3 separate regions of the Mus musculus genome follow, and regions 2 and 3 are each linked to region 1. A link is a contact called in public promoter capture Hi-C data. All regions are on one chromosome and are shown on one strand. Each heading gives the region's core, a stretch centred on a gene start, on an enhancer-like site or on the middle of the called end of the contact. The rest is flanking DNA. Distances are from core to core; before and after follow the strand shown. Region 1 holds the start of Klf13 (Kruppel-like factor 13). Region 2 holds the start of Lrrk1 (leucine-rich repeat kinase 1). Region 3 holds the start of Chsy1 (chondroitin sulfate synthase 1).

Region 1 (3,617 bases), core at 460-2,959:
TACAGGTGCCACCTGCCTGCACACAGCCCAAGAGCAAGTGAGAGTTGGATCAGAAAGGTCAGTGAACGGAGCGCGCCTTCCTAGAGCAAGCGCAGCCCCCTGCGGCCGGGCGCGCCCCCGCCGGCCGGATGGGCTGGGGCTCCCACAAAGAGCCGTGGGGTAGGGAGCGAGGACTGGGACCGCCCCCCGCGTCGGCCAGCGCCGCCGCTGGGTCGGGTTGCGACAAATTAAACCTTAGAGCCCTGGAAAAATTACAGGAAGAAGAGAACGAAGAATGTGCCGAGTGGCTGAAGGGAGCCCTGTCCCCGCGTGAACTTCGCCCGCCCCAGCCGGCCCCTCCCTCGCCAGAGCCCGCCCGGAGGCCTGGGAAGAGGGGTGGCGAGACTCCAGCTCCCCGAGCACCTACGCCCCAAAAGGGAGCGCCGCCTGCCCCCCCCCCCAACCACCTCTAGCGCACCTGCCCGCGCCGCCCGCAGCCCGGATGACGACATCTACCCCCGCGGCCCCGCCCCAAGAGCCTGGGAGGGGGCGTGCCCGATGGGGGCGCGGTCGCCGAGAGGGCGCCGGCTCCAAGCGCCACGGCCAGCGTCACGCGAGGCCAGAGCGCCAGGACAGGGGCGCGGCTGCGATCGCCCTCAGCTCATGGCTCCCCGCCCTCGGCCCCGGCCCCCTCTAGCGCTGGGCCCGAAGCTCTGGGGGCGTGGCCGGTCCCAAGCAGTCCCTAGTCCGCGCGTTCGCGGCGTCCCCGCCGCCCCACTGACCTGTGTGAGTTCTCAGGTGCGCCTTGAGGTGCGAAGATTTCCCGTAAACTTTCTCGCAGCCCGCGTAGTGGCACTTGTGCTTCCTCTGCGGGGACTCGAGGTCCGCGCGGCTCCGGCCTCGCCGACCCCTTTGTCTGAGGCCAGGCTCGCCGCTCCCCGCGGGGCCGGGCTCCTGCTCCAATGCCGCCTCCGGCTCGCTCCACGCGGGGCTGGGGGGCGCGGCCGGCGCGCCTGCTTGTCCCGGGGAGGCGGGCTCTGGGCCGGGTGGCGGCGCAGGGGGCGCAGGCGGCAGGCGGCAGGGGGTCCTCGCCTTGCGCGCAGCGGCCCCTTCTCTGCGTTCCGCGGGGGCGGGCGCCGGCGCCTGCTGGTTGAGGTCCGCTAGGATCCGAGCCACCACGAAAAGCGAGGCGCTGTCCTTGCCGTCGCGGCGCTCGTCAACGCGGGGCAGTGTGGGGGCGGCGGCGGCCGCGCCCTCGGGCCGGGGTTCAGGTCCTTCCCGCGGCTCGTGCACGACTGCGCGGCTGGACATGGACACGAGGCACTCGGCGGCAAAGTGGTCCACATAGGCGGCGGCTGCCATGCTGCGGGCTAGGGCGCGCGGTGCTCTCGCAGGAGTCGTCAGCGGCGCATCCGCACCCACGGCCTCCGGGAGCGGCGGGGGGCGGGGGCGCGGCGCGCCCTCTTCTCCGGCTGGGCTGGGCTGGGCTAGGCTGGGCGCGTAGCCGCTTCTGCCGTCACCCGCGCGGCTCCGCGTCCGCCTGGCCGGGCACTGGAGGGTGAGCGCATGGGGGGCTCCAGTAAGGAGGGTCCGCGTGCGGCGTCAGAGTCGGCCTGTCTTAGGGACGTCGAGCGGAGGCGACGTTAGGCACGACCCCTGCAAGTTGTGGTCGCAGTTCCACCGTGCATTGTGGCAGGCGGGACAGCCTCCGTGCGCGCCGCGGCTCGGTGTGGGCGGACCGGCCCCGGGGGTGGGCGGGGCCGGGGCCACATCTGGACCCGACGTCAGCCCCCAGCCACATCCTGGCGGCGCAGGTTACAGGCGGCAGCGGCCGCAGGGAGCAGCGCGCACGAAGGGGGCGGGGAGCCTGGAGCGCCTCAGGAGGGGCGTGGCCAGTGGTAGACGCGAACTCCATTGGCTCTTGAGTACTTTATGCAGCCAATCCGGTCCTCGAGAGGGTTCTACTGGCCGCGGGACCTGCGCGCGCCAGTGGGCGTGCCCCTGGGCCTGCAAGAGGAGGGGCGGAAATCGGAGCCGGGCGCGCGGCGCGCAGACGCATGACGTCCGAGGGTGGCGGGCCGCTGTGTAGCGGCGCAGGGCTGGGGCGCGTGCCTCCCGCAGCGGGAACCCCGCCGGCCCTTTCCATGCCAGAGCTTTTGTGAGCAGGCAGCAGTGGGTGGCACGAGGATGGCAACACTGAGCAAGACACCCTGTGGTCGCTCCGCCCGCCGGGAGTGCGGGCAAGGTGGCGTATCGGTCCCTATGGGACCTAAGCGGCCGACCTCGCCTATGGGCGGGACATTACCGAGCCTCACCCCACCGCAGCGGAGTTCTCTGGTGGCCGGGTTTGCATTGCCCATCTCCAGCCACCTCCTCACCCCGCTCCTATTGAGCTCCGGTTCTCTACGCAACCTTGGCCCGAGCCTTGTCACCACTGGGGCCGCCCCGCCCCCGCGCGGCCGAACTGCCCTTGAGCCTATGTTAACCTGGCTGATGCAGGACCCACCACTGCCAATGCTGAGGGAGTGAGCTACGTGCTGGGGCTGCGGTCGCGGCTGTTCAGGGAACACGGGGCCCCTTCCTCCCCCTTCCTGCCCCAGGCCTGCTGCCAACTTCTCCAGGCCGCCCCTCTCCCACCGCGGTCCTGGAGGCTTCAAACACCACCAGCTGCGAGGACCCCGCCCAGGGCGCCCCACCCATCCACTGTCTGGGCCTCTGAAGGAAATGCTCCGCTGCGTCCTGCCGGGGCCTTCCAACTAGGCCACCTTGCTCTAAAGTCTAGACACACATTCATGTTCTTTCCTCTCTGAACACTAGGCCATCATCAGAGAGACCCGTAGCTTCCAACTGCCTTTGAACCAATCTTAACACACTCAAAAGACTTTGGCCGCAACTGGCCTCTGACCTGTGAGGGTAGGATCAGCAGCCTCTCCTTTTCATTGTGGATGATACCTTAAAATAAGTCAGCCACCAAGTCAGGGAGACCCGACTGCCGGTTGGTCGACCCCAGTGAGCTAAAGAAGGGTCAGTCACCTCACTACTGGTGAAAATTAAGAACCATGGCTCTGATTTCAAGTTCTTCCCCAAGTTAAATGGGAGCCTAAAATAGAAAAGACTTTGATTTCTGATAATTGAGGAAACTGAACAATTTGGAATTTTCAGTTGTGAAACTTTAGGTTAACGTTTGAACACCCCGAGTGTGAGCACACACCCTGAATTTCCACACCATTGGGCTGCTGTTTTGTGGAGAAGCTGGATCAGGGCTTTGTAGGAGGGTCTCCACTTGGCAGAAAGTAGTCATCTTTGTTCCAGGCAGATTATGTTGATGGCATTTAAGAGACTGTGTCCTGACCAAGTGATGACTCAGATTGCTCCTCTGTTCCCACCACATGCCACAGACAGTCATCTCATTGGGAAAGAGCTGGCCCCTACACTGCCTTTCAGTCCATGCATGTCTTTCTGTCCCTCTGCAGCCAGGGGCATTCTGCAGTACATAAAATACTTTTTGGTTGGGCGTGGTGGCGCACGCCTTTAATCCCAGCACTTGGGAGGCAGAGGCAGGTGGATTTCTGAGTTCAAGGCCAGCCTGGTCTACAAAGGGAGTTCCAGGACAGCCAGAGCTACACAGAGAAACCCTG
Region 2 (3,617 bases), core at 749-3,248, 2.4 Mb after region 1:
GTGCCTTTTTTGTTTGTCTGGTTTGCCTTAGTATTCTTTGTTTTGTTTTTGACAGAATGAACATCAAGTTGGATGCATAAAGAGAAGTATCTGGGAGGAGTTGGGGCTAGGGAAAAGCATATGAAAAAATATATTGTATACGTAATTTTAAAAAGAAACATTAAAATAAAGAATGAATATATACGATATATCCAGAGCGGAGGGAGGGGCACATGGCAATTTGGACTGTGTAGGAGTTCGTATGTGCATCAGCCCTGTTGTGTCTCAAAAACAGAAGAAGGGAATGGACTGGGCCCACTTGGGGATGGAGCCAACAAGACTACTCTGGGATGATTTCTAGGGTTCTTCTTATTTTTAATATCTCTCTCTCTCTCTCTCCCTCTCTCTCTCTCTCTCTGTTTGTATGTTTGTGTGTGTGTGTGAGTGTGGCGTCCGTATGTGTGTGTTGAGATCATCAGATGACCTGCTGTTGGTCTTTGCTTTGCACCATGTTTGAGACAAGGCTTCTTCTTCATGTTGCCCACACAAAGCTAGCTGACCAGTGAGCTTCCAGGGAATCTCCCATCTTGAAGTGGGGGCATCTGGGATTGCACCTTTGTCTCATCTGGCTTTAAGCGGATTCTGAATCTGAATTCAGATCCTCACACGTGATCAGCAAGTGCTTTGTATACTGAGCCATCTCCTTAGCTGGTTTATTTAGTTAGTTATAATAATTATATCCAAACTATTAAGGAGACTGTTGTAGGTGTGGGGGAAGGAAACGTTTGGCTGACTAGAAAAGCCCCTCTAAGGACAAATTAGGTGTTGGTATGCTATATTCTTCTGGAACATGAGCAAGGACAATGAAAACCAAATCACAGAAAGAATTCAATGCTAAAGTTTTTCAAAGTGTACAAATCGTAGGTCCTTTGATGCTGCTATGTGAGTGTGAGTGACCAACTCATCAAAAATAGGTTATTTGGTGAGAATTTGCTAAGAGAATTTGCCTTTAAGACCCTATCTATCCTGCTCCGGTTTTTGCAGGGATGAGCATCATGTAAGAGAAAAACGTAATGGCCTCAAACTATTAAAAGCCAGACTGAACTGGCTGTCAGCATCCCTAGAGTCTCTCCATTGCTGTCTTTCTTACTGCCCCTCCAGGAATTCTTGTTCTCATCCATTAAGGACTGCCACTGGCTCCAAGCAACAGAGCCCATAGGCAAAGTGATGGGACCACAGGGTGAGAAACATGCCCCACGCGTGGAGCAGGGGAAGACCTCCAGACCATCCAGCACCACCCGGCTGTCCCGCACGCGCGGGAAGAGCCTCGCTGGGCCTTTGCCTCCAGCCACTCGCGCCCACGAACTCCCACGCTTAGACCCCACCCCCACTCCCAAGTTAAAAGTCAGGCTTTTTTTTTTTTTTTTTTTTTTCCAAACGCAAAAGAACTTTGTAGTCTCCCTAGTGTTTCCTACTTTTGTTTCTGAACTCGGCTCCCCGCCCCCGCCCCGCTCCGATCCCAGGCTGGTTTTCGGCTGCCCCAGCTCCCGGGTTCTAGCTCTGCACTCGCTTTAACCCTTCAAGGGGCGAGGGTCGCTGCGCAGCCCAGAGAGGCAGCGAAGAGACCCCGGGCAGCCCGAGTTCCAGACGCCCACCGGAGCTGTGACCTGCGGGTCCCGGACACAGGCCGGGGTCCGGAGCACGCGGTCGCCCGGGGTACGGGGTGCTGAGCTGGGGAGAGGAGCTGTGGGGCGAGGCGAGACGCAGGGCACAAGCAGGCGACGGCGGCTGCACGCGGGGACCCGGGCGCGGGACGGGGTGGTGCGGGCAAAGCTTGGATCTAAGGTGCGGGCTTCGCTCGGGTCCTCGGACAGGGCGCGGGTCGGAGCAGCACTTACCTGCGGCGGCAGGGTCTGGAAGCCGCGGATCGGCGACATCAGAGGGCCGGGGCCTGCCGGTCCTACCGTACTCTGCCCTGCAATGCTCTGGCCGCCGGGGGCCAGACGCACTTCCTCAATCCTGCGGCCGCCTGGCGGGCGGAGAGGGCGGGTGGCGCGGAAGCAGGGCTGTGCCAGAGGGTCGGCCGCCCCGACCTCCCCTGGATGGCCTGCCTCGGTTTCCCTAGCTGCAAGATGTCGGTGACCAAGCTCACTGCTCTTGTGCCTCGGTAGACGCTTGGGTCTTGAAACTTTGTGGACTCCTCTCCAAATTTGAATGCTTTGCTGCCTTCCCTGCGGACAGGCACAGTGACAAGGTTGTGCCTTTCCTACCCTGCTCGAGTAACAGATTAATTTTTATCCTGTTTGCTGGCCATATACTGTGACTGTAAATATTAAGAGAGCGAGAATATTAATGTGTGTGCAGGTCTTTATGGAGCGGTGCAGAAACTACATTTTAAAAGTTGATGTTTTGTAAACTGCGCTTTTTCACCACACGAGTTCGCTAACTTAAATTATGGACGTTTGCAAAGATATTACTAGCTGATGAATATTTTTCGATTTTCGAACTCCGGAGTAGCTGGGATTACAGGAGCATGCCACCCTGACTGGCTGCTTGTGGCGATGAGGTGGAATGTTGTCAGTTGATTCCACTGAAGTTAATAACCAAACGCGGCTATACACTCAGCAGGCAAGCTTCGGATTCCGCTCGTTTTCCCCGAGAAAAGATAATCCTTGGTAGAAAATCAGTACTGGACCGAAGTGCTTCTTACTGGTAAGAATGAATATTCCTGAGACCAAGTGCAAAGAACATTGACAGACCGCCTCACTGGCAGCTCACAGAATTTGAGAAGCCGTGGGCCGCCTGAGATATTTTGGGAACACCTCAAGTGTTTGTTTAGAGTTGGAGTTTGTATCCCTAGTTGGCAAGGCCACAACCTCGCAGCTCTTCTACGTTCGCTCTTCTTTTCCTCCATCGAACACTGTTACAAAAATGTAGGTGGGGTTCTGCAATCCTGTCCTCACCACCGAGGTCCTCAGACCAATTAGCAAGGCCAGCAACATGACTGCTATGGAAAAGTCCCTAATAATTTGCAAGGCATGGCGTCAGCAGTTTGAATGAGCCTGGCTTGGTGGCGCCTTCAGGGCATACATACATCACTGCCACCTAGCGTTACTAAAAGGAAGTCCATGTCTAGAGCCAGGACCAACACACACTAAGAGGACTTGTGTTGCCTATGCTTAAGTGGCAAGAAATTTTCCACTTTAAACAATCTTAGAAATAGGTTAAGAAAAGTGCCCAATTTAAAACAAACAAACGAGCAAACAAAGGTCTGGAATATTCGACACATATATGAGCTTTTTTTGAGATGGCCATATCACAGTATTCAACTGTACCCAGTAGGTGTGTTTTAATCACAAGTTTGCAAAGGAGACAATTACAGAATAGCTAAAATTCCTTCTCACTTCTTTTTCATTCCTGCAGACCCATGTTTTTCTTGGGTTTGCTCACATCCCACCCTGACTTTCAGTCTGAGGTTGGAATTACCCTGTCTACAAAGGGGTCCTCTGATAGACAGTGGTCAGAGGTAGATCAGCCACCCACCTCCCTGAATGAGCATGACACTGCGGAGGCTAACTGTTCCTTTTGTCTTCTGACACTCGATTTTATTCAGCCAAATGCTCACTTTTGTTTGATGT
Region 3 (3,617 bases), core at 526-3,025, 2.2 Mb after region 1:
TGCTGGAATCTGGTCTTCACTACACAATGAATATTTTATCCTTAGATGTGGACCATCTCTTACAGGGAGAGTCAGGGGAGGGGAGGCGATGAACTATTTTTGAAATAAATCACACGTGTCAAAGAAAGTGGTACTATCCAAAGAATAAACAGGAGTAGCCACCATTCAGTGGTGGGGAGGACTGTGCTTCACACAGCTTTGTGGCTTAAACTGGAATATTTCTGTTGTTTGATTTATTAATCATGAAAAGGAGCTACAAGAATAGGCTGCCCATCCACCCACCCCACCCCACCCCACCCCACTCGAAGCACTCTTGTTTTGTTGTTGTTTTAATATTTATTTATTTTATGCACGAGTACACTGTCGCTGTCTTCAGATACACCAGAAGAGGGCATCGGATCCCATTGCAAATGGTCGTTAGCCCCCATGTGGTTGCTGGGAATTGAACCTCTGGAAGTCAGTGCTCTTAACCGCTGAGCCATCTCTCCAGCCCCATTTTCTATCTTTTTGTTTGTTTCTTTGATTGATTAAATGAGAACTTCTTAGGCTCTGGGACCGTAGTTCAGAGGATAGAGTACTGGCCCAGTGTATCAGAGGTCCAGTGGCTGATCCCTGGCACCAGGGCTGGTAGCACACAGGCCTGGAATTCAGGTGACTCCAGTTCCATAAGCAAGAGGATCTGGAGTTCAAAACGATCTGCAGCTTCAGCTAGCACCTGGGCTCTATTAGAGCAGGTCCAAGTGGCTACTTTGCGATTATAATCCTAACACATTGGTGACTAAGAAATAAAATTGGTATTTACAAACATTTGTCATGTGGGCACCCAAGTTGAAGGGCTTTCGTTTTTAACAAAACGTATAAAAGTTAAGACAGAGCAAATATAGGGAAACTGGTATCCAACTTAAAAATCCATTCAGCGAGCCTAACTTACTTGGAGACCTCCAGAATAGTAAGAGATCCTGTTTCAAAAAACTAGGTGTATGGCTCCCGAGAACCCATCCCCCACACCACGTACACAATCCATATCCGTTTTATAAATCTACTCTTAAAAATACTGACAGACTTAGGTGAGGGGGGTACTAACCAGCTCTCTGCTCACTGGGACTAAATACAGGTATTTATCATCTAGTGGTAACTCACCCACCCATCTCTTCAATATCCATTTAAAAAACTAATATGCCGGGCTTGGTGCCGCTCGCCTTTAAGCCCAGCGCTCGAGAGGCAGAGACAGATCTCAGATTCTCTGAGTTCGAGGGCAGCCCTAGCTACTTAGCGAATTCACGTTTCGCTCCCCAGCCCGCAAATCCCCTAGCGTTCCTAGGTGAACTGTGGCCGTGTGTGGCTCCAGCCCCGCCTGCAGCGTACAAAGCTGCAGTGTGGACCCCGCTGTCCTGGCCACCGAGTCGGGAGGTCGGCCCGGGGAGGGAAGGGCGTGGCGGCTCTCGGGGCATCTGGGGAGCCGGTCAACTCAGTCCACGTGCGGTGCCGGACCGCCGGCTCCCAATGCTGGCGACGGGGGCGTGGCCGCGGGTACCGGGCAGTGGGGGTTGGAGGGACGCCCGCCCCGCTGTCGTCGATGCTATCCCACGCCCCTCCTGCCTGGCCGCAGACTGCGGGGCGGGTGCTTTTTTTTTTTTTTTTTTGGTTAAACTTTGGCCACGTGAACTGCCCCCCATTCACTTTTGCGCCAATCACGAGGCGCGGACGGATCCCGAGAGGGGCCACGGCACGCCGCCGGCGGGCCGCTTCTTAACGCGCGGTGCGTGACGTGAGGGGCTCCTTTGCAATGGCGCGCTAAGCCGGAGGATGTGCAGCTGCAGAGGCGGCGCAGGGCACCGAGAGGGCGGGCGCAGCGCGAGCCGAGCCGAGCCAGCCGGGGGACGCGAGCCGCGGGAGCCGCTGTCGCCTCGCGCCGGAGTCGCCGGCCGCGCGCGCGGGGCATGGTCCCCTCTTAAAGGCGCAGGCCGCGGCGGTGCGGGCGGGCGCGCGGAACAAAGCGCCGGCGCGGGGCCTGCGGGCGGCTCGGGAGCCGCGATGGGCGCGGCGGGCCCGCGGCGGCCGCGGCGCTGCCCGGGCCGGGCCTGGCGGCGCTAGGGCGGGCTGGCCTCCGCGGGCGGGGGCGGTGGGCTGAGGGCGCGCGGAGCCTGCGGCGGGGACAGCGGGACAGCGGCCCGGCGGGCGGAGGGGCGCGGGCATGGCCGCGCGCGGCCGGCGCGCCTGGCTCAGCATGCTGCTCGGGCTCGTGCTGGGCTTCGTGCTGGCCTCGCGGCTCGTCCTGCCCCGCGCCTCGGAGCTGAAGCGAGTGGGCCCGCGGCGGCGCCCCAGTCCCGAGGGATGCCGGCCAGGGCAGGAGGCGTCGCAGCCCGGCGGGGCGCGCGGCGATGCGCGCGGGGCGCAGCTCTGGCCGCAGGGCTCGGCCGCGGAGGGCGTCCCGCGCGACAGGAACTTTCTCTTCGTGGGAGTCATGACAGCCCAGAAATACCTGCAGACCCGCGCCGTGGCCGCCTACAGGTGAGCCCCCCTTTCGTGGATGCCATCGCCTGCATCCGGCATCCTGGCTGGCGGGCGGGCGGCGTTACGGGTTCCCCGGAGGCTTCTCTGGTAGCTGCCAGCGGCTCAGCGCAAAGGCAGCAGGGCTTAGGATGGTGAGCATCTCTCAAGGGCAAGGCTTTGGGATTGAGTACGCTGGCCTCAGTGTGTGTGCCTCTCAACCTCATCTCCAGGGAGACACGTAAGCTTTCTGTGTTCAAGACTTCTTTGTTAAAAGGAACGAGTCTCCCCCATAAGGTGGTGGCGAAATTCAATGTTGTACCTGCGATAGTGGAGGCAGAGTTATAATTTGAGTCTCTAAAATAGGCACTTTGTCATTTCGAAGGGAGAGCCCGCTTAAATTAACCTGGCTAGGGCTCCTCCGTACTGTACTTTAAGATTCTCACTTTTGGTGAGCGTTTCCACTCTGCCTTTGAGCAACACTCTGGTTTGTTAAGTAGAGAAAAAGAACCTTGAGGAAAAACAGTTTGTGTGATCGATTTAGTCATTGTAAGACTGCAGCCTGGTGTTCCCCAGCGCAGCCACCAAGGCGTATGCGTGGTAGGAAGTAACTGGGCCCTAGTAGGCTAAAGGAGTCAGTAGAAGTGGCAGCGATCATGTTCAGGATTAACAAAGGGATTAGCCAAAGCTGCCTTTAGAAAAGGAGATGGTTTTAGAGTGGAGGGCATGGTTAGAACTGTATTTGCATTGAAGTGAATCTGAAATACAAGAGGGGTAGACCCAGGTGAAGGAAGGGACTCGTGGAAACTTTTGTGTGTGTGAAGTACAAAAACCTTTACTGTACGGGTGAAGTCTGGCGTTCTTCCAGGCAGAGACTCAGTGGCAGGAATGGTTTCAGAGCACGGATGTTCTGGGGCTGAGCTTTGTGAGCAGGGCTATACTAGTTGATGTTTGTTTTTACATTTTTTAACCAGTGCTTTTATAACTTGGCTTTTGAATCCAGTTTCTGGTCTAAGTTTTCAGGCAGCAGACGGTATAAGAAAACAAGCATGGCTGGATCTCTTCTTTCTTTAACTCAAGTGAGGGATTGAGGAAAGAGCAGTTAAAGCGTTTAAAGGCTTGACCAC

The links. Promoter capture Hi-C pulls out the DNA fragments that hold promoters and counts their contacts.
Region 2: a contact with region 1 is called in a promoter capture Hi-C map of pre-B cells, with 2.9 times the contacts expected there. The contact joins the promoter of Lrrk1 here to the promoter of Klf13 in region 1.
Region 3: a contact with region 1 is called in a promoter capture Hi-C map of pre-B cells, with 5 times the contacts expected there. The contact joins the promoter of Chsy1 here to the promoter of Klf13 in region 1.

What each region holds. Positions count from the first base shown.
Region 1 is chr7:63,937,206-63,940,822 of GRCm38.p6, forward strand. It overlaps Klf13 (Kruppel-like factor 13), which reads right to left and starts at 1,710. Exons shown (of 2, transcript NM_021366.3): 1 at 762-1,710. The coding sequence starts at 1,341.
Region 2 is chr7:66,386,343-66,389,959 of GRCm38.p6, forward strand. It overlaps Lrrk1 (leucine-rich repeat kinase 1), which reads right to left and starts at 1,999. Exons shown (of 34, transcript NM_146191.3): 1 at 1,878-1,999.
Region 3 is chr7:66,107,717-66,111,333 of GRCm38.p6, forward strand. It overlaps Chsy1 (chondroitin sulfate synthase 1), which reads left to right and starts at 1,776. Exons shown (of 3, transcript NM_001081163.2): 1 at 1,776-2,511. The coding sequence starts at 2,195.